Regions from separate parts of the Mus musculus genome. Here regions 2, 3, 4, 5, 6 and 7 are each linked to region 1. Evidence: chromatin contacts called from public ChIA-PET, HiCAR-type and promoter capture Hi-C data. All regions are on one chromosome and are shown on one strand. Each heading gives the region's core, a stretch centred on a gene start, on an enhancer-like site or on the middle of the called end of the contact. The rest is flanking DNA. Distances are from core to core; before and after follow the strand shown.

Region 1 (2,700 bases), core at 80-2,579:
TGGCTCTTCTGGGACTCACTCTGTAGACCACACTGTCCCAGAACTCAAGAGATCTGCCTGCCTCTCCTCCCTCCCTCCTTCTTGACGGTCTTCTCTATCCCTTGGTCTCACACATGAAACTATCTATGACTTTGAAAGGCTAAGATGTTGCCTGTTTTCTCCTAGTTGGTTATCAGAAGCAGAATACAGATCCCAAAGTCTCTTGTGAGCTCTTCAGAAAGATACGGGATCATTTGCCTTTTATAAGTATTTCCTACTAGGTTTGAAAGTAATGTTTATCTGGAAACTATTTAGAAGTTACTGGAATACTTAAAGGAGAAACAAAAAATTATTTCAGCCTGCCTCTGTGGCACACACACCTTTAGACCCAGCACTTGAGAAGCAGAAACAGGCAGTTCTCAGTGAGTTTGAGGCCAGCCTGGACAACATAATAAGACTCTGTCTCAAAAACAAACTGAAAACCTTAGTAGTAATATTGAGTAATATCGTTCCCTTTTCTCCTACGCATACATGCATACATATCATCCACAAAAATTTATTGTAAAGGTTGGTGTTTACATTTTCATTTAACATGGAGTAACATTTCCTCGCGCCATTAGTTTTTGTAAACCGATTTTTAATCACTAGTGCTCCTTCACATGAGTGAGCCACAGTTTATCTAAGCTTCTATGATTGCTTCTCTAGTTTCCAGCTTTTTCCAATGATAAATAAGCAAGGGAACATTTTGCGTAAATATTTAGCCTCATTATTTCCTGAAGACAGACAGGAGGAAATGCCGGGCAAATGCAATGCGTTTTGTGAAGCTGTCTGATAGGTGCTGTCACATTGTTTCCCAAAATGGTTCTACCTGGCCAGCACCCTCACCAAGGCTGTCAGCCGTGCCAGCCTAGCTACATTTCGAAAACACAGACGCTCGCTCGCACAGGTAGTTGTGTCCAGCTCGCTGCAGCGGGAGGGAGCCTCGAGGGGACGCCGGTCAGGAGACTCTGGCGACGAACCCAGCGGGACACAACGGGCCGGAGGGTCGGGGCTGGGGGAAGGAAGGAGGACGGGCGCCGGCGCGGCCACTCCGCGGAGGGAGGAGGGAGACTGTCGGTCGGCGGACCCGGCCTCCCCCGCTTTCGGCTCAGCTCCGCACGGGTGCGCGAGGTTGGCCGAGGCGAGAGCCTCCGCCCCTTTAACAGGGACCCTCCCCTTTAAGGCGGGCGCACGCGCGCACCCGGCCCCGCCCTTCGGGGGCGCGCGCGGCGGCGGCCGCACCGGCTCCCGGGAGCTCACGTGCCGGCGCGGAGCGAAGGAGCCGGGCGCGCGCGGGCGGGCGGGAGGAGGGAGGGAGGGAGGGAGAGAGGCGCCGGGGGCGCGCGCGCGCGCTGGGCGCTGCTGGGCTGCGGCGGCGGTTACTATGGCGGAGTCGGCCGGAGCCTCCTCCTTCTTCCCCCTTGTTGTCCTCCTGCTCGCCGGCAGCGGCGGGTCCGGGCCCCGGGGGATCCAGGGTGAGTCCGGGGCGGGGATGGGGGGGGGGGGCGCGGGATACAGACGGCCAGGCGAGGCCTCGCGCTCGCCGTGGGGCTCGGGCGCGCCCCCTCCCCAGCCGCGCAATATGGCCGGGCGGGGGGCGCGGAGGGCCGGGGTGGCGCTGGGTCAGCCTTGGGGACCCGCGCGCTCTTCCAGACGGAGCCCGACCGGGGCGCCCAGGGGGTCGCGCCTCCTGCACCCTCCGCTCCCACCCCAGGCTTCCTCGAGATGTGGAGGTCCCTGGCTCCTGCCCTTCAGCGCGTCCGTGCGAGGGGGGTTATTCCCTGCCAGCAGATGCTCCTGGGGGCGCCTTTTCTCCCGCCAAGATTGTGGGGTTCGACGATGGGGGGCTTGTTTCTCCGATGTGTTCTGTTGCCGAGAGCCTATGCGTACCCTAGGCTAGGAGGGTAGGGGTCTCTAAGCCTCCCTTCATCATGGGGTGCCCCTACCCTCTTTCCCCTGCCACCCTGATGGTCTAGGCACCGGAGTCACATTCCCCCTTCTTTCGCTCAGCTCCTTGGGTTCTGCAGGGCACCCCCCTCCCACCCACCTCGGATATCCATGCCTGTAGACGCTGTTTGGAGGAAATGGGGCGAGCAGGCCCCTAAACCTTTTTGGAGATTGGCCTCAGAGCCATTCCAACCCTGTGAAAACCTAGTTCCCCAGCTGTTAATCTGAATCTAGGTGTATGTGTGTTTGCATGCCTCCTCACCTCCCCCACCCCGCCCCAGGGGGCCCATTCAGTTAATCACTCCGAGGATGCTTTTCAGGTGAGATCCTGAAAACTGCTTCCAACCCCCCCACCCCCAATTATTTAAAGACCCCCACGGTTGGACCGTCTCCCTGGCCCTTGGTCAGTACTTTTGCCTTGACACACAGTCCCTCCTCCCGGCACCCACCCTCCACACACACCCCTTACCTTCCAGCCTTAAGGGCCTTGTGTGGCCAGGCCCACCCCCACCTTTCCCAGTACAGAGGTGGAGACGTTTCTGTGGGACACTACACCGGCTGTGTTGTTTATGAGGCTTGTGAGGCTGGGAAGAGCCGGTGAAACCCTAAAATATTTCATCTGGTAGTATTCTCAAATGTGCTTTGGCATTGGGGTTACAGAAGAAGGTTATATTTGGCAGTTGCATCGAAGTGATTATTGACCCACAGATGGATATGGTGAGACAATTAGGGGTT
Region 2 (2,700 bases), core at 129-2,628, 960 kb after region 1:
AACCAGAGTAGAATAAGGTGGCAAGATATGGAAGCACAGGCCTTTAATGCCAACACTCCAGAGGTAGTGGCAGGTGGTTATCTATGACTAAGAGGCAGCCAGCCTGGTCTCAAAGCAAATTTCAGAAGACAGCAAGGTTTAGACAGAGAAACCCTGTCTAAAAAAACAAAAAGAACAGGGTAAAGCAAGAGTCTATCCACAGTCAGGACTTTTAAATTTTATTTCAAGGGTAATGAAAAACTTCTAGGGAATTGTAAACAAGAAACGGTATGAATTTTTTGTTTGTTTGTTTTTCTGAGACAGGGTTTCTCTGTGTACCTCTGGCTGTCCTGCAACTTACTAGCCTTGAACTCTGGCCTGCCTCTGCCTCCTGGGTGCTAGGATTAAAGTGTGTACCCCCACCCTGCCTGAAGCCCATGCTGTTCAATTCACTGAGCCTTCTCTTCTGCCAGAACCCCAGCCCTTTTTAGTCCGCAGAGGTAAACGGATTTCTGAATTCTTCAACAGCCTGCTCTACATAGTGTGTGCCAGGGTAGACAGGGCTACACAGTGAGGCCCTGTCTCAAACAAAAGAAAAAACAACTTAGCAGATCTTAACTCCAAGTTGTAACAGAATTCAGAGGGCCGCAGCCCCTAAAGCAGCAGCAGTACCGGAGAAAAACATGGGACTCTCTCGGTATTTAGACAACCAGCAAGGCCAGTAAATGAATGAATGAATAAAATCTTCCAGAGATCCAAAAGCGGGAAAACCATGAAGAAATATTTTCTTCCTGCCTCCCAAACACCTGGCACTGTGCCCTACACACAGTAGGTGCTTAGCAATCCTGGGCTAAGCTGAGTTCGATCCCAATGTGCACATTGGGGCTCTTCTGCAGGAGCTACAGACCAGCACATGCCCCACAAGAGCAGACACCTGCGGCGCAGCACTGGGATCCCCCAGGGCCCTGGGCCAGGACTCGAACCCAGGTAGATGCCGGAGCCCCAGATCTGAAGGCATCGGATCTTCGAGAACCTGACAGCCTCAGCACCAAGCAGCTGCCGCCGCACTGGGTCCGGGCACGGCCTCAGGACCGCGGGGTCTCTCAGGTGACACCCGGGACCACCCGGCCTTAACCTGTCAATGAGGCTACGCCCCGTCGTCACAGGCCCTGGCTGCAATGGGGAGGGTGCGCGGCGAGAGGAACGCCCGTGACCGGAGCCCCTGGCCCCGCCCTGAGGCCGCAGCCGTCGCCCAGGACCCCCGCCTCGAGATCTGCAGAGACCGAGGCCTCCGGGACCCCGCCCCCGATCCCCGCCTACCGGGGCCGCCGCGTCCTCCTCATCCATAGGCCTCTCAGCTCCGCGTTGTAGCTCTTCGGCCGCCGCCACCACACACATCCGGGTCCCCGCCCTTCCTCTGCTCCGTCAGGCCCGCCCCCACCGCTAAATCTGACCAATCCGCAGCGCTTCTTGAAGATGGGCGCCCTCAGCAGCCAATCGCAGGGCACAGGCGGTGCGGAGCGCGGCCCGGTGAGCTGGGTACCTAACACTCGGCGGCGTCTGAGGAACCCTGGTGTCGGGAGGGTGGGGGAGGCGACGTGGCTGCCCGGACGCCACCTCGGACGCCTGGAGCTCAGGGAGGCGGTCAAGGGGCGGCTCCCTTGGGGCGGAGTAGGTCCCTGTGCCCGTGCGCGAGCTTCGTGTTCCCAGAGCCAGAAGTGATGCTAAAAACCTCTCTGGAATGTCCTTTTGAGCCACTTAACGGCATGGGGGGGGGGATTTTTTTTTAATGTTATCTCCTATTTTACGCGTGAGAAGCCAGAGGCTGATCTCCACAGCGGCAGCACTCGGCTGGCACCACATGCTTTCTTCTCTCCGGAGCACCCCTTTGCACCACGTTCGTTCATTCCAGGACAGGCGTTCCAGAACAGGAGAGAACATATGCAAAAGGCACAGTGGGATGAAACCCGGGTGCTCTTTGGGCTTGGGCTTGGTAGGAAAAGTTAGCTCGGGTCAGAATGTACCGGAAAGGATACTAATCTTTATCATGCACCTCCTATAAAGGGTATGATTGTCCTTGGAAGGAATTGGGATTCTTGGACGACTTCAACGTTTTGCTCTTAAGACTGAATATTCTTTCCAGAAAGACTCATCCTGTGTCAGAAACATAAACGAACATATTTGTGTCTTTCCACATCTAAATTTATTGAGTATCAAATACATCAGCAAGCGATGTCAGCTTCATTGGCGGCAATTTGCCAATTAGACCTGATTTACATTGATAATGGGCCCTTACCAAACACATGAACTTTTACTTTAATATTAATTACTAACTCTTGGGTCACAGATTACATATCCTGTGTGTACTTATGTAGGTTAACAACATGGCTAGAAAAGGGTTAAAGAAGCCACAGCATAATTCAAGAGTTCAGAGGCCTTACTAGAGACAAGAGCTGATAGAGTGCAAAGTCACTGCAGCCAGAGAACAAACCTAGCTGGGGAGCTGCTGAAGGTTCCAGCCTGGGATGCAGCCATAGCTGCAGGTCACAGGGCTGAACACCTTCAGAGGCAAAATGTGAGACTGGGTATGGATGAATACGTGGGCAACCCGTAATGCGAGTAGGTTCCATCAGCTGTGGACCCCAGTTGGGCTGAAGCCCCAGAAACAGTCAGCATTTCTCTGTTGTCCTTTGAGGCACACACAAGGTAGTTGGTAGGGAC
Region 3 (2,700 bases), core at 194-2,693, 620 kb before region 1:
ATTTTTTACTATGTAGCCAAACATGGTCTTGAGCTCCTAATCCCCCTCTTGCTGAGTGCTGGGTGCTGGTATTTCAGTTGTGCACTAGTACTCTCGTCTTTCTTTTGTCTTTTTGTTGTTGTTGTTGGGGTTTTTTTTGTTGTTGTTGTTTTTTCAAGACAGGGTTTCTCTGTGTAGTCCTGGCTGTCCTGGAACTCACTCTGTAGACCAGGCTGGCCTCGAACTCAGAAATCCGCCTGCCTCTGCCTCCCGAGTGCTGGGATCAAAGGCGTGCGCCTCTTTGTCACTTTTTAGACATTCTCAGCTCAAGTTTCCAAAGACAGGAACCCTGGAAGAAAACCTTAAAACAAGTCTGTTGTAAGAGACAGCTGTCTGTGGACTTCTTGTCCAAGGTATCCCATCTCTTCCCAACAAGTCGTCAACCTTGAACCTCAGTTCCCAGCTGCCGGACTTCTTTAGATATCCCTCAACTGCCCCTTCTTCACGTGAATCCAGACATACCCAAGCATACAGTCAGTGTCCAAGTCTCCTACACCATCTGGATGCAAGGGCCCTACAGAGTTGACTCTAGAGTCTTTCCTGTCCTCCCATACCACTACTACTCAAACCAGAGGATGGGGGAGGTAGGGAGGTGTAAGGGGGGGGGTAATCTGCCCACCAAGCTGCAGGCTGTTCTCTTAAACTGTACAGCCGCCCTCCCACCTTTCAAGATCCTGCCTTTGTTATTAAGAAGGTAAGGTCTGGGAGGCATCTCACTCACCTCATACTATAAGCACCAGCACCCAGTTCCTGGCCAATGCCGGACAGGCTAGCATCAAAGTCCTGCACAAGCCCCGACTCGATCACTTCGTCGGCTAGCGGCAGCTTCAGAGCCCAGGCCATCCCGGCTCCTTCCTTGCCCCAACAGGCGCCGGCTCCTGTACAAAGGCGCGGAGCGTAACTCTACCCGGCAGACAGCACAGTGGAAGTCAGCTACAAACCCAGCTCCTCGCGCAGCGCCCCAAGCCTGACCTACGGGCTGCACCCTGGCTACTCCTCGGGAGCCCCGGTGACAGGAATCCCTCCCGTTCGGCTCTCGGGATCGTGAGGCACCAGGTCCCGCCGGAGCTCAGCCGGACTCGGGCTCTCTGAAGCCCACCGGTCGGTCGCTCGGCGTCCTCCGCTCAGCCTCAAAGCGGAGACGCGCAGGACACCGGGCGCTCCGAGCGTCCCCTCCGCCCCCCTAGGTGGAAAGCTCCTCCCTCCGGGCATCCGCACTTTCCCTCAGGCCTCGCTTCCGGTCAACCAGATAACTTCCGGTCACCGATTCTTCTCCCCGCCCCCCCACTCCGCTCTCAGCACAAACCCAGGGTTCCTCCGAGCCGTCCCCACACCCTCCTTAGCCACCACGACCGCCTGGAAGCGTGGACAGCGAAAGTTCGGCGCAGACTCGAAGCGCAAACCCGCCCCCAGCGCCAACCAATCAGGACGTCCGCTACGGCCATGGCGCAACGTCACCATCCATCTACCAATGAAGAAGAGACTGGTTCTGTCTTCGCAGCGGTGATAGGCTATCGACGCGAAGGCTTCCGCCCCCGGAGTAGTGGGCGGGCTCAGTGCTTAGGCGTGAACCCGGGTCGCAGGCTCTCGGTCCTGACAGTAGAGCAGAACTGCGGTTCTATCTTTCCGCTTCCCGCTCCCATTCCCGGAGGGACTTTCGTTCCCGTGTGTCCAGTCCTAAACTCTCCCCATTTGCCTTCCCTTATCTTCACCCTTCTCCCTAAGGCATTCGCGCAGGAAACAGGGAAAACTATTGGGGTTTTTGTTGATGTTCAGACGGGGTCTTTAGGTAACTTTAGCTGACCCAGAACTGAGAGATCCACACCCCCAGCCTGAGTGCTAGGATCAAAAGCGTGCACACTACACCTTGCTTGTTGTTTTGTTTCTGTTTGGTTGGTTCTTTGATGTTTTGTTTTTGTTTGTTTTAGGCAATGATGAATGAGTGTTGGGGAAAAATCTGCAGAGCAAAGTCAGAGCTGGCATCTTTATTTATAGTATGATAACTTAAGAGTATTCTCCAAGAGATTGAATTTACTAAACTGTAAATCAAGAACAACCATAGCCAGGCATAGTGGTTCATGCCTTTGATCCCAGCACTCCAGAGACAGAGGCAGGCAGATCTGATTTCCAGGTGAGCCAGGGCTAGATAATGAAGACCCTGGAGCAGGAGGTGAAATCATACCTCCTCCACCTTGCTCCTGAGGATTAATTACGGCCATTTTTAAAATTAAGCACGGGCAAAATACCTGTATGCTATGAACAGTATTGCAGAAGTCCTCAAGACAGGGTTGTAATCCCTTCCTAAAAGGGCATTGTGTGTTCCTAAAAACCTAGCACTCAGTAGGCTGAGGCAGAAGGATCTCCACAAGTTCAAGAACAGTCTAGACTACATAGCAATTTCCATAACAGCCAGGTCTACCTAGCATCTCTAGTCATTGTTTGCTCGTTTGTTGAGACAGGGTTCTTTTTGTCGCCTGGGCTGTCTTGGAACTCTGTATACCACTAGGGTCCTTAGGTCACCAGACTGGCCTTGAAGTCAAAAGATCTGCCTGCCTCTGCCTCCCATCTTAAAAAAAAAAAAATTCTAAAGGTAAATGTCACTTATTTTACCAAACAGAAAGGTAAGGCTAGAACTAAATTGTCATGATAAACATGCCTCTG
Region 4 (2,700 bases), core at 181-2,680, 770 kb after region 1:
TCTTCACAGTTATGCCTCATATACCAGTGCAATCCTGAGCAAGTCTCAGGACCACTTTATGCCTTAGTTTTCATAGTGTAAAAATGGGCAAAGCCTCGCCTACCCAGGCTCTTCATGGAACCCTAAGGGTGACACACGAGAAAGGAGGTAGGGCCCTTCTGTGTTAAAAGTTCAAATCATGGAGTTATGCCTCAGCCTGATCTCGCAGCCTAGGCGCAGAGCCAAGGTACACAGTGCTGAAGGAATGGAGCAAGAAATGAGAGAGGTGGTAGCAGAGTGATCCCAGTCACCCTGTAGGTGAGACGGGGATCCAGAACACTCCCAGAGTGTTCAAACTGTAGGGTGGCCACCCTCCTCGTGGTAGCCGGAAGGGGGAACCAGGCAAGGGAGGGCAAAGGGCTTCCTCTTGCCCTCCAGGTTCTCAATGTGCCTGACCCCGAGGCTTCTTCAGCTGGAGAGGACAGACAGAATTCCAAGGCTTCAACCTTGGATGGTTTGTGGAATTCCTGAGCCGTGCACTGTTGCCCACAGCTATAAAATGACTCAAGTCATCAAAGGCCAACTCCCTGACAGGAACACTGAGGACCACACATCTTTTAATAATGGGGTAAGGCTAATGCTTAGCGGTATAGGAAAGGCTCCAACACAGGTGGGCTGGGCCTCTCATTCACAGAAGGAACCCCGGCCAGCAGGTTTTAGCCCCAACCTCCGACAGGCAGAAACCACCGTCTCTGTTCATCACCCCACCCTGCACATCTAGAGCACATGGTAAAAACTGCCTTTGCCCAGACCACCCCCCATTAGAGGTTCAGCTTCCACCCCACTCCACCTCACCCCGGTTTTGCCCACCCACCTTATCAATAAAGGAGGCAAACTTGTTGTTGAGGGTCTTGATCTGCTCGCGCTCCTGGGTGCGCACCCGCTGAATCTCGGGGTCTATCTCCACATTGAGAGGCGTCAGCAGGCTCTGGTTGACAGTGACTTCCTGGATGCCCCCGGGAGGACAGACTGGCCCAAATGTCTGCCTGCTAGCCCCTAGGCCCACATAGGCCCCACTGCCAAAGCCTCCTAGTGCCCGGCCAGAGGAGGCCCCACAAGCCATGCTGACGGAGATATTCTTGCCTCCCAAGTTGTAGAGGCTCCGGCTGCCAAAGCCCCCGGAGCTGGACCCAGAGCGGACCCCACCGCCACCGCCGCTCCCCCTGGACATAGTCACTGAGCTGTAGCTGGTTCGCATCCGACTCCCACCACCTCCGCTGGCTGAGTTAGAGCTGAAGCCTCCTTTAGTGGAGAAAGTCTGCCTGGACAAAGAGGACCGCATGATTGTCAGCGAGAAAGCAGCTGAGAGCAGGAGGGAATCAGCCGGAGTGAGCTACTGAGCCACCAAACACCTTTTTATCTTTTCCCAGCTGGGCTGGCCCTGGGTTCCATGCACTCCAGCTGTGATTACCACAGGTGAGAGGGAGGGGCCGGGGGGGGGGGGAATCTCCTCTCCCCCAGGATGTGGGAGGGCCTCGCCCAGCCATCACTGAGACTGAAGTGCTGCTCCTGAGCAGAGACTACTTGAGATGGGAAGCACCCCACCCCCACTCCCCCCACTCCCACCCCACCCCACCCCGTAAGCCCTCCTCACTTGGAACAGGATGATAGGGCTCCTACAGCTACCCTCACCACCCAGTGGCTGGCTTGGTCTCCTCCTACGCAGCCCTGATGGCCTGCTGTCAATGGGGCTCTGTTTTGTGGGGTTTGTCCCAGGGCCTTGTGGTAAGCCAAGGCCCCAGGGCCCAGTGCTGTGCAGGTGGCAAGGGAAGGTGCATTGGGCAACGGGTTGTAGAGAGGGTGCCCAGGCCTGCTCCAGTCCCACCCTCCCAGCCCACAGCCTCCTGTCTCTTGGCAGGTCCAGCGTGGGGGGCACAGGTGACAGTGCAGGGGTGGAGCAGCTACTCTTCTGTCTACACTGGCAGGTGTCTGCTGGGTGGGAACCCTGTGTGGGGTAAAGAGGATCCAAGGAAGAAAGGAGGGTCCCTGCCCAGCCATAGGCCTGGCTGAGCACACAATGTGGGCTGGATGGCTTTGACTCTAACTAGACATAGCAGAGCACACCTATATCCCAGCACCCTAGGGGTGAAGGTGGGAGGGTCAAAAGTTCAAGGTCACCCAGCCTCAAAACCAAAAAAAATGAATAAATAAAAGGACAAAGAAAGAAAAGGAATGCCCTGTCACCACAGGCAGGGTGTCAAAGCTTAGGAACCCAACTGCTTTTCCTGGGGCTGGAACTGTGGCCACCCCTAAGCTCTTCCTTGGTGGACCTTTCCCAGTGGGGCCCAGACATTTTGGAATACTGAAAATGCACATGTATCCAAGAAGCCCCAAGTGTCTCATGCTGTACCCCCATAACCTTCTCCTTTCCTGACCACAAGGACTCCACCTGCTCAATTCAGAAGAACAGGACACTCCTGATCACTTCACACCGGCCTCCACTCTCTTCCCAGTCAGGCTTCTAGAACCAAGCACAGCCCAAGCAGAGCTGGAGAGACTTCAGGTACAGGATCACAGATAGTGGGAGAAGACCTTGAGACTGCTCCCCACACCCCCTCGCCTCTCCATCATTCAGCAAGCAGAGGGCAAAGGGGCAGAGACTGGGTTGAGGCAAAGATGGAGCAGTGTTGGCTCTGCCAGGCTAAAGCTCGGATCCCAAAA
Region 5 (2,700 bases), core at 86-2,585, 680 kb before region 1:
TTCCCCCTTTCTAAGATACTGTGGGTGATTCGCAAATACTATCTTATGGCTCTACGTGTCCTTGCGATCCCCAAGATCGTGGAAGTGGGAAGACACTCGGTGTAAACCTCCTCCTTAAGCTAGGTATTTAAAGAAGGCCCCTTCCCTCCTCTACTCCCCAGGTTGTCCCCGTTTAGGTTAGAATTCGGCTTCCTACATTAAAGCCACATCCTAGAAGACACAGAGCTTTGTGAGAGACCTGGAACATGATGCCGCATTAACTCTCCTCGGAAGGATATCGCCATTTATAACTCTCCCACACACCAACACCCTGGTTTTGGATATCTGTAAAATTTAAAGCCACCAAAGAAAAGGAGAATGTGAATCGGCTGGGGTTCTAACCACGAAAACTGGAGGACACGGGGAACAGTGTCATCTCTTGGGGATAACTTCTAACCTTTCATACTGAAGAATGGTTTCTGTGTCACACTGTCACTCTCAACCCTTCTAAAAGGGTGAATCAAGACCATAGCACTCAAAGGATGGATGGCAGGCGGCTGCGTGTTTAGGCCTGCGAAAAGGATCAAGCTAGCACCCGGGACAAGTGATGCTCTCATTTTTGCACACAACGCCAGAAAAAATGGGAGACATCGGGAATCAGAGCAGAAGGGACATGCCAAGTCACCAGTTCCCCTCAGCACCGCTGAAGAACCCTTCCGCTCTCAACCCATGGATTCCCGCTAACCTTCCCGCTCATTTCCATCTTCTGCAGTCCCCACAGCCTTCCACATCCTCCTGCCTGCTACTCACAAATTCCCAACCACTCCTCCCACATTTTCCTCCAGGCCCCCTCCCCTTCCTTCACTTCCCTCCATCCTACATCACTGCCCACTCCATTCCGAACTCAGCCGTCAGCCGCAATCCAGCCGGCTTCCAAGCCGCCCATCCATCCCTCGAGCTAGCCTGCAGCCCGACCCGCGTCCCCGGCGCCCCTAGCTCTCACGCCTCTTCCCAGAGGCGCCTCGGCTCCCCGCCCCCCGCCTCCTTAGTCCGCACAGCTCGGCGCCGGAGCGCTGCTCCACGGCTGCCCGAGAACTGCTGCCAGGCAAGGACGAGGCGGACCCCTCCTCCCCGCACCCCAGGCCCATTACCGGCCCCGCCGCAGCCGCTTCTCCCGTCACGGTCTCCGCCGCCCCCGCTGCCTACTCAGCCCGTGTGCAAGGAGGGGAGACCGAGGCGTGCCGGCTCCCAGGCCCGTCGCGTGGCTCTCGGGGCTGCAGGGTGTGTGGGCCGGCCGGCAGGCGGCGGGGGTCGGGCGGCTCTGCACTCTGGCTCCCCGGGCAGCGAAGACCAGAACCGTCCCGGCTCCGGCTAACAATAGGCTCCGGCTGCAGCGCTCTGCCTCTTATAGGCGCCGGCGCGTCGCGGCCGAGGCCCGGGGCAGCCTGGGAAATGGAGTCTACACTTGGCCCACACCCAAGGCATGCCGGGAGTTGGAGGCGGCCAGTGCCCAAAAGCCCTCGCCCACCCTGGAACATTCGCGGCGGACCCCGGAGAGCGCCTGTAGGGCAGTTGCCCGCCTTGAAGCGGGAGGCTGCGGATCCTCGGCTACACTTCCTCGCACCAGAACCTCACCCCATGCCTGGGGAACGTGATTCTCACGGGGTTGTCCCATATGACTTGCTGCAGCTGGCCTAATTTATAAGAGAAATTATGAGCAATGACCTATCTATTTATATGATGGATCGATTTCAACATTTTTCCCACCCCAAACGGGGTCTCTCTACATGGCTCTGGCTGCCCTGGAACTCACACTATTCCAGGCTGGCCTCGAACTGAAGAGATCCACCTGCCTCTGCGTCCTGAATGCTGGATAACGGCGTGCGCCACTATACGGGCTGATTTCTTCACATTCTTAAATTTTTCTTTTCTTTTCTTTTTTTAATTATTGTCTCTGATAATCACAGTTTTGCAGTTCATCTTTAAAGTGGGCAAAATATGGACCAAAAAGTTATAGCTCTGGCTGTCCTGGAACTCACTTTGTAGACAAGGCTGGCCTCAAACTCAGAAATCTGCCTGCCTCTGCCTCCCAAGTGCTGGGATTAAAGGCGTGTGCCACCACGCCCGGCTTACCTTTACAATCTTATGCCAACCAGCCATACGTTGGTTCAGTTAGTAACTATTCAGGTCTTCATATTAGAGAGGTAATACATTACACACACACACACATACACACACACACACACACACACACACACACACACCGTTTGGTTTTGAACAGGGTCTTTTTAGCTCAAGATGGTTTTGAATTTGTTTATTTGAGACAGGGTTTCTCTGTGGCGTTGGCTGTCCTGGAACTCCCTCTGTAGACCAGGCTGGCCTTGAACCCCAAGATCTGCCTGCCTCCCATTTTAAAAGCCTGCTTTAGCTTCTTAAGTACTGGAATGAGAGCCATGATTTGAAATAACTGCTTCTTTTGGTCTCTTTATTTCCTTGGCATCACTACCACTTGTATTTGTTGTTTTTTAGTCTTCTGTCTTGACTGGATTCCATGGAACTTGAATTGAAGAGTTGTTTATTTATTGTATTCTCAATACCAGGTTTTTAAAATCTGGTTATTTGACATTTAGGAGCACAGTGAGTATTTATTGGCTAGGTGGATGCACGACAGGATTAAACTTTATGTAGGGTGTGTGTGTGTGTGTGTGTGTGTGTGTGTGT
Region 6 (2,785 bases), core at 275-2,774, 710 kb before region 1:
AGGCGATGCCTGTCACTTCATCTCCTTGCATCTTTACTATGGAAAGCCGTGGGCATTCTCACTTTAAAAGCCTCGAATCAGTGAATAGATTCCCAGTGTCTATAAGGCCTCTCAATTGTTCTGACTCCGACAACTAGAGTTTCAGTTCTTCTCCAGGTCAACTCATCTGTGTGCGTACACATTGTTCCAGCCCGAACCCAGCCGGCTCAGCATTGGCCACCACCTCTGCAGCTGTATATTTCCTGTTTGTTTTTTTTTTTCCATTTTTTATTAGGTATTTCGCTCATTTACATTTGCAATGCTATACCAAAAGTCCCCCATAGCCACCCACCCCCTCTCCCCTACCCACCCACTCCCCTTTTATGGCCCTGGCGTTCCCCTGTACTGGGGCATATAAAGTTTGCGTGTCCAATGGGCCTCTCTTTCCAGTGATGGCCGACTAGGCCATCTTTTGATGCATATGCAGCTAGAGTCAAGAGCTCCGGTCCTGTTTGTTTTTAAATGTTTATCTTTGTGCATGTATGTGAGCATTCGTGTGTGGTTCGTCCGAGTGGATGTATAATGAATGCCACACGTCAGTCAGAAGACAACCTGAGATGTCTGTCCTGTCTGCCACTTTGGGAAAGGGTCTTTTCTCAGTCTCTTTTCCCTGCAGGGCGTTCCAGACAAGCTGGCCTCCGAGATTCTGGACATTTTCCTATTTCTACCTCTCACCTTCCCCACTGCAGTGCTGGGATTATAAATGTACGCACTGTGGGCTGGACAGAGAGAGACAGACAGAGACTGAGCTTGTGTGCACACACACTCGTTACCTGTATGTCAGTGGAAGGGGAATGGAAGAAGAAATACTCAGCAGCTATGTGAGGAAATGAATCCGTAGAATCCGTATCACATTTTTTCTTTTTGTAGTTTGTGTACATGTTTGCGCATGCCTGGTGTTGGATATGCACATATCTTTTTTTTTTTTTTTTGGACAGGGTCCCCTCTAACCCTGTAACTTGCTAACTTGGCTAGACTGGCTGGCTAGCAAGTGCCAGGGCTCCTCCTGCCTGGGTCTCAGCTCTAAAGAAGCTCCGGGTTCCCCTGCACAGAGGCCAGGACGTGGGTGTGTTGGGGGTGGGGTGGGGAGGCGGTCATAGGCACAGACCACCGTGCCCAGCTTTTGGCGTTAGAGTCAGGGATTGAACTCAGGTCCTTAAGCTTACTCAGCACTTTACCCAGGACGACCTCCCCCCCCCCGCCCCCCCCCCCACACCCTGGACTACACAAAATGCCCTCCCTTTAGTTTGTTCTCCCAGGCAGTGCCTTTCCATTTCTGTTAGAAAACCGTCTGTGACTGCGCTCGTGTCTCCTGGGAGTTCTATTAGCGAGCCGGAGACACCGTAGTTGAGGGACTTAGAAGCTACCTGAGAACCGAGAGAACCCATCTTTTGGTCATTTTCTATCCTACCTACCTACCTCCTCTTGCAGAGAACAGCTTTGCAACTGTTCAAACCACCAGCCCTCCAAACACGGAGATGTTCTACAGACGTGGGAGCTTTTGCAAACATGCAAACATTTCATCCTTCGATCTTCACAGAATTCTGCAACACAGGTACAACCCACATGAAGTTCACCGAAGTGACCTGTCCAAGGTCCCCCACACTAAACCTGACTGCAGACGCATGGCTTCAGCGTGCTTCACGTCCGTTAAAATGCCTATGGACACAAGAGGGCCGTCGACTCTCGCGGACAGCTGGACGCCTAGAAACCCTTCCGAGTTTCAAGTAGTCATTTCTCCAAAAAATATCCACCGCGCACCTACTCCGTGACAAGGGCGCGTGAGGACCAGAAAGCGAGGGTTGGAAAGGGGTTCTACACCTGCCGCCAGATTGATGGAGGGCGGAGCCCTGCCGGCCGCCGCCACTAGAGGGCGCAGCGCCACCCCGCGCCGCCGCCATCGGGGCCACGACCCCGGGCTCCCACAGAGGTCAAGGGCAGCGCCCGCGGCCCCGAGCCCCCAGGGACCGACGAGGGCACTGGGTTCCTCAAGGAGACGCCGTCCTCGGCTCACGATAGCGACCTCAGGCTGGGCCGGCGCTCGCTCCCTCGGGGAGGCTCGCTTCCGGTCCTGCGCGCGGAAGCGTCGCCGCGTCCAATCCGGGTCCCCGCCCGGGCTCGCCCGGGGGGCGCGGGGCGGCTCGCAGCCGCCTGTCGGCGTGGAGGGGCGGCGCGTGCGTGCTGCGGGGCGCACTCTGACCCGGAGACGACCTCTCTCCGCGCTCCCTCCCCTGCTGTGAAGATGGCGCTGTCCAGGGTGTGCTGGGCTCGGGCTGCTCTGTGGGGTTCGACTGTCGCCCCTGGACCCTTTGTCACCCGGAGGCTGCAGCTGGGCCGCTCTGGCCCTGCGTGGCGAGCCCCTCGGTGAGGGCCCTGGAGAAAGAAGAGCATTTTTGATGTAGAAGCCCTTCCAGCGGCTCAGCCTCCGCCTCTCGGGATCCCCTGCCTTGGGCCCTGGGTTTTGCTTTTCCATGCAGGATTCCCACCGAACGCCCGTCCCTGTCCCTCTCCGTACTCCGTGTCCACCCGATTGTCCCCGCACATCCTGAGCTCATCTTTCAGCTTCCCCTTCCCATCTCTCCATGGCTTCAGCTTGCATTCTCCTGGCCCCGCAGGCTTTGCGCACGCTCCACGCTCACACCTTTCTGCATGATCTGCCCCTCTCATACCAACCCTAACCCTGAGCTTGGGTTTTCAGAAGAGTTCTGGCAATCGCTCTCAGAAACCGTATGTTTACCGAGGGGTC
Region 7 (2,700 bases), core at 122-2,621, 810 kb after region 1:
CATATGTTTGCCTTTGTTCTCTGATTCAATATGAGCATGTCTGTATGTGCCTGCCTATACCTGTCTGTACCTGTGCACATACAACCTCTACAAAAGCTTGCCTCTGGTCCCAAAGGCACGTGGTACTCAAGCACACGTACACACGTGCTCACACACACACATGCGTACACACACGCACACGTACACACGCACATGCGTACTTGCAAACGCACATGCGCACTCACACGTACACACACATATGTGCACACACACGCACATATACACGCACGCACGCTCACGTGCACGTGCACATACAAGTTCACTCCCTGCCAAGCTTCCCTGGATGGGAAGGCTGTAGCTCCAGAGGGCAAAGGAGATGCTTCCATTTAGACAGCAGGTGTTCAAGACCACCTCTCTCCTGCCAAGCACCCCTCCCCTCACACAGGTCCTGTCCTAGCTCCGTGTGAGTTAAGGGATGAGAGCCTTGTGGTAGATACAGGAAATGCAGGCACAGCCTCCAGGGCCATAAGACTTACAGAGAGGGTCATCTCTGAACTAAGAGACCAAGTGCCCACCGAATGGACAGGCAAGGCATTGGAAGTGTATTTGGGGTCAGGCATACACAGCCGCAAAGAGCAGATAGTGCGTGGTTCCTTCGAGGATCCTGACAGGAGCCCGGCTGCTTTTGGCAGCAGAGAGAAAGGAATGGCTGCATACGTGGTCTCCAGTCACGTGAGGCAGGCCCTTACGCTAGTGGCTTCCTGTGTGTTCCTACTCAGTAAAACGGAGTCACACACACTAAACTGGGAAGCAAAACATTTAAGGTCCACTCTGGCATGACCCCAACTGTCCTCTCTGAGACCCCAGGACTACAGGGAGCTGGACCTGTGATCTGGGGACTCACATAGGCCAACTAAGCCCTAGTAACTCAGGTGTGCCCTTCTGATGCCGCCATGCTTGTGCCCCCTGGAGCCTGGTCTACCTCCTTCTCCATCCGCCAGCCTTAGGAGGCATGGACCTCCAGCCTCAGCCTCCGAAGGCTCTAAAAATGTTGCTTGGCTCCAGGAGCTAGGTGCTGCCTCCTGCTGGACAGATGGGGAACAGCTAGCAAGTGAGGCAATGTGGCTACAAGCCCTTGGTGCCTCTCCTCTGGTATTTAAACCCGCAGTGCACACTTTCCTTCACAAACAAGGCTGCCCAGGACATCTCACATCTCTTGGCATTCAGCTCCACCTCCCACCCACACTACAACAATGCAAGGTGTGGGACTCCCGTGGATAGAGACTAAAATCCACACAAATGTCACTCACCACGTCACGTCCTACCCAAAACAATAGGAGCTTCCCCTGATTAGCACAAAACATGCCTCTGTAGCCAATGATAGGCTGTGACCAGGACCCGCCCCGATCTCGCTCATGGAATGGGAGCTGCACGTGGCTGGCAAGCTTGGCTCTGGGTTTCAGAGCAGTTTCCTCCGTGCTCCTCTGCTGCCCTCTAGTGGAAAGATGGTGTACTTCCGGTGTACTCAAAAAAACGTCCCTCCATCGCACAGCCTTTCAGGATCTAGACACCCTGAGCAGCAGACTGGGAGGAAACGTTGAAAATCCAAGAGCTTGGAAGATAGGTCACATCCTGGGAGCCATCGGTTTGACAGAAGACAGGTCTGGCCATTGGATTCTCTCATACAGATGTCAACCTGTGCAGAAGGCTCTCTAATGAAGTATTTAAGAACCCCAAAACGTGCATTCCTAGAACAAAACTGATTTTCTCTGGAATTAAGAAAGGAGAAATAGGGCTGGAGAGATGGCTCCGCGGTTAAGAGCACTGACTGATCTTCCAGGGGTCAGGAGTTCAGTTCCCAGCAACCACATGGTGGCTCACGGCCATCTGTAATGGGATCTGATGCCCTCTTCTGGTGTGTCTGAAGACAGTGACACCTTTAACTTTCTGAAAGGCATTTTAGTGCAGTTTATGTATAACGCTAAACAAAGACCACCGAGGTTTTTTTTTTTTTAATAGCTAGCCCAGGCTCCCTCTGCTGCATTTCTGTGTCCTGAATCCTCACCCACCCACCCCACTCCAAGCACTGTGCCCCAAGACCAGCAGTGATTCTCAAAAAAAGAGAGGAGCCAGGTTTTGCCGTGTGTTCCTGTTCAGGGTCCTGTAGAGCTGTCACCGAGGCAAGCTTGTCCCTCTGGCCTCTGTGTCCCTGCTTAGAGTCAATTTCCAGAAACAGTTTCTAGTGACCCATTCGAGGATGGCCAAGATGGAGTCCTTAAATATTTGGACTAGTGGCTAGCATTTTAAAATCAGGTTTCAGGCTGGAGAGATGCTCGGAGTTGAGGGCACTGGCTGCCCTTCCAGAAGACCCGAGTTCAATTCCCAGCCCCCACATGGCAGCTCACAACTGTCTGTCCAGCTTCAGCAGATCCAACACCTCACATAGACAGGCAGGCAAAACACCAATTTACATAAAATAAAAATAAATAATTTTTAAATAAATAAATATAGAAATCTGGTTTCATATAAAATTTCAGGTCTCTACTGCAAAGTTGAAACTTGTGGCCACTCTGGAACCAGATTCCTTGGCAGAAACCAGGAAAGACCACAAAAAACGAGGGCTGTGGCTGCCCACTCTCCTTAGCATTGAAAGATGCTGGTGGACACTGGCCAGACAGAAGAATAAGCCATAAATGAGAGCCACCAGTAGAACTTTGTGAG

What was found. Promoter capture Hi-C pulls out the DNA fragments that hold promoters and counts their contacts. ChIA-PET counts read pairs in DNA pulled down with a chosen protein or histone mark. HiCAR-type assays count read pairs that join an accessible place to other places.
Region 2: a contact with region 1 is called in a HiCAR-type map of astrocytes, with 3 times the contacts expected there. The contact joins the promoter of Spryd3 here to the promoter of Acvr1b in region 1. A contact is called at or near these places in 2 of 115 datasets of contacts at active chromatin or transcription factors (astrocytes and bone marrow-derived macrophages) and 1 of 9 other capture datasets (liver).
Region 3: a contact with region 1 is called in an RNA polymerase II ChIA-PET map of memory CD8 T cells, with 10 read pairs. The contact joins the promoter of Tfcp2 here to the promoter of Acvr1b in region 1. A contact is called at or near these places in 2 of 39 promoter capture datasets (the 3T3-L1 cell line and hippocampal neurons) and 2 of 115 datasets of contacts at active chromatin or transcription factors (memory CD8 T cells and microglia).
Region 4: a promoter capture Hi-C map of hippocampal neurons shows a contact between it and region 1, with 4 times the contacts expected there. The contact joins the promoter of Krt79 here to the promoter of Acvr1b in region 1. A contact is called at or near these places in 5 of 39 promoter capture datasets (the 3T3-L1 cell line, 3T3-L1-derived adipocytes, hippocampal neurons and 2 more) and 1 of 115 datasets of contacts at active chromatin or transcription factors (pancreatic cancer cells).
Region 5: a contact with region 1 is called in a promoter capture Hi-C map of the C10 cell line, with 3 times the contacts expected there. The contact joins the promoter of Csrnp2 here to the promoter of Acvr1b in region 1. A contact is called at or near these places in 6 of 39 promoter capture datasets (the 3T3-L1 cell line, the C10 cell line, hippocampal neurons and 1 more).
Region 6: a contact with region 1 is called in a promoter capture Hi-C map of pre-B cells, with 2.7 times the contacts expected there. The contact joins the promoter of 5330439K02Rik here to the promoter of Acvr1b in region 1. A contact is called at or near these places in 6 of 39 promoter capture datasets (the 3T3-L1 cell line, 3T3-L1-derived adipocytes, hippocampal neurons and 2 more), 1 of 115 datasets of contacts at active chromatin or transcription factors (embryonic stem cells) and 1 of 9 other capture datasets (adipose tissue).
Region 7: a promoter capture Hi-C map of pre-B cells shows a contact between it and region 1, with 5 times the contacts expected there. The contact joins the enhancer-like site here to the promoter of Acvr1b in region 1. A contact is called at or near these places in 14 of 39 promoter capture datasets (the 3T3-L1 cell line, 3T3-L1-derived adipocytes, the C10 cell line and 9 more) and 6 of 115 datasets of contacts at active chromatin or transcription factors (the NIH/3T3 cell line, astrocytes, bone marrow-derived macrophages and 3 more).

The regions. Positions count from the first base shown.
Region 1 is chr15:101,172,743-101,175,442 of GRCm38.p6, forward strand. Acvr1b (activin A receptor, type 1B) reads left to right here and starts at 1,330. Exons shown (of 9, transcript NM_007395.4): 1 at 1,330-1,493. The coding sequence starts at 1,403.
Region 2 is chr15:102,134,837-102,137,536 of GRCm38.p6, forward strand. Spryd3 (SPRY domain containing 3) reads right to left here and starts at 1,379. Exons shown (of 11, transcript NM_001033277.3): 1 at 1,300-1,379. The coding sequence starts at 1,322.
Region 3 is chr15:100,550,565-100,553,264 of GRCm38.p6, forward strand. It overlaps Tfcp2 (transcription factor CP2), which reads right to left and starts at 1,444. Exons shown (of 16, transcript NM_033476.3): 1 at 1,346-1,444; 2 at 761-917. The coding sequence starts at 882.
Region 4 is chr15:101,938,894-101,941,593 of GRCm38.p6, forward strand. Krt79 (keratin 79) reads right to left here and starts at 1,431. Exons shown (of 9, transcript NM_146063.1): 1 at 854-1,431. The coding sequence starts at 1,321.
Region 5 is chr15:100,493,904-100,496,603 of GRCm38.p6, forward strand. Csrnp2 (cysteine-serine-rich nuclear protein 2) reads right to left here and starts at 1,336. Exons shown (of 5, transcript NM_153407.2): 1 at 1,131-1,336.
Region 6 is chr15:100,466,843-100,469,627 of GRCm38.p6, forward strand. 5330439K02Rik (a long non-coding RNA gene) reads right to left here and starts at 1,525. Exons shown (of 3, transcript XR_001781773.2): 1 at 1,459-1,525. Letmd1 (LETM1 domain containing 1) reads left to right here and starts at 2,169. Exons shown (of 9, transcript NM_134093.3): 1 at 2,169-2,403. The coding sequence starts at 2,282.
Region 7 is chr15:101,983,045-101,985,744 of GRCm38.p6, forward strand. It overlaps a transcript of Krt78 not described here. Among named protein-coding and RNA genes, the nearest start is that of Krt8, 20 kb to the right of the region's middle. Within about 2 kb of position 1,372, at least 318 of the 459 cell types and tissues checked have an H3K27ac peak or open chromatin away from gene starts, as enhancers often do. A contact at or near this core is called in 3T3-L1-derived adipocytes, the HPC-7 cell line, the NIH/3T3 cell line and 8 more, where this site is marked.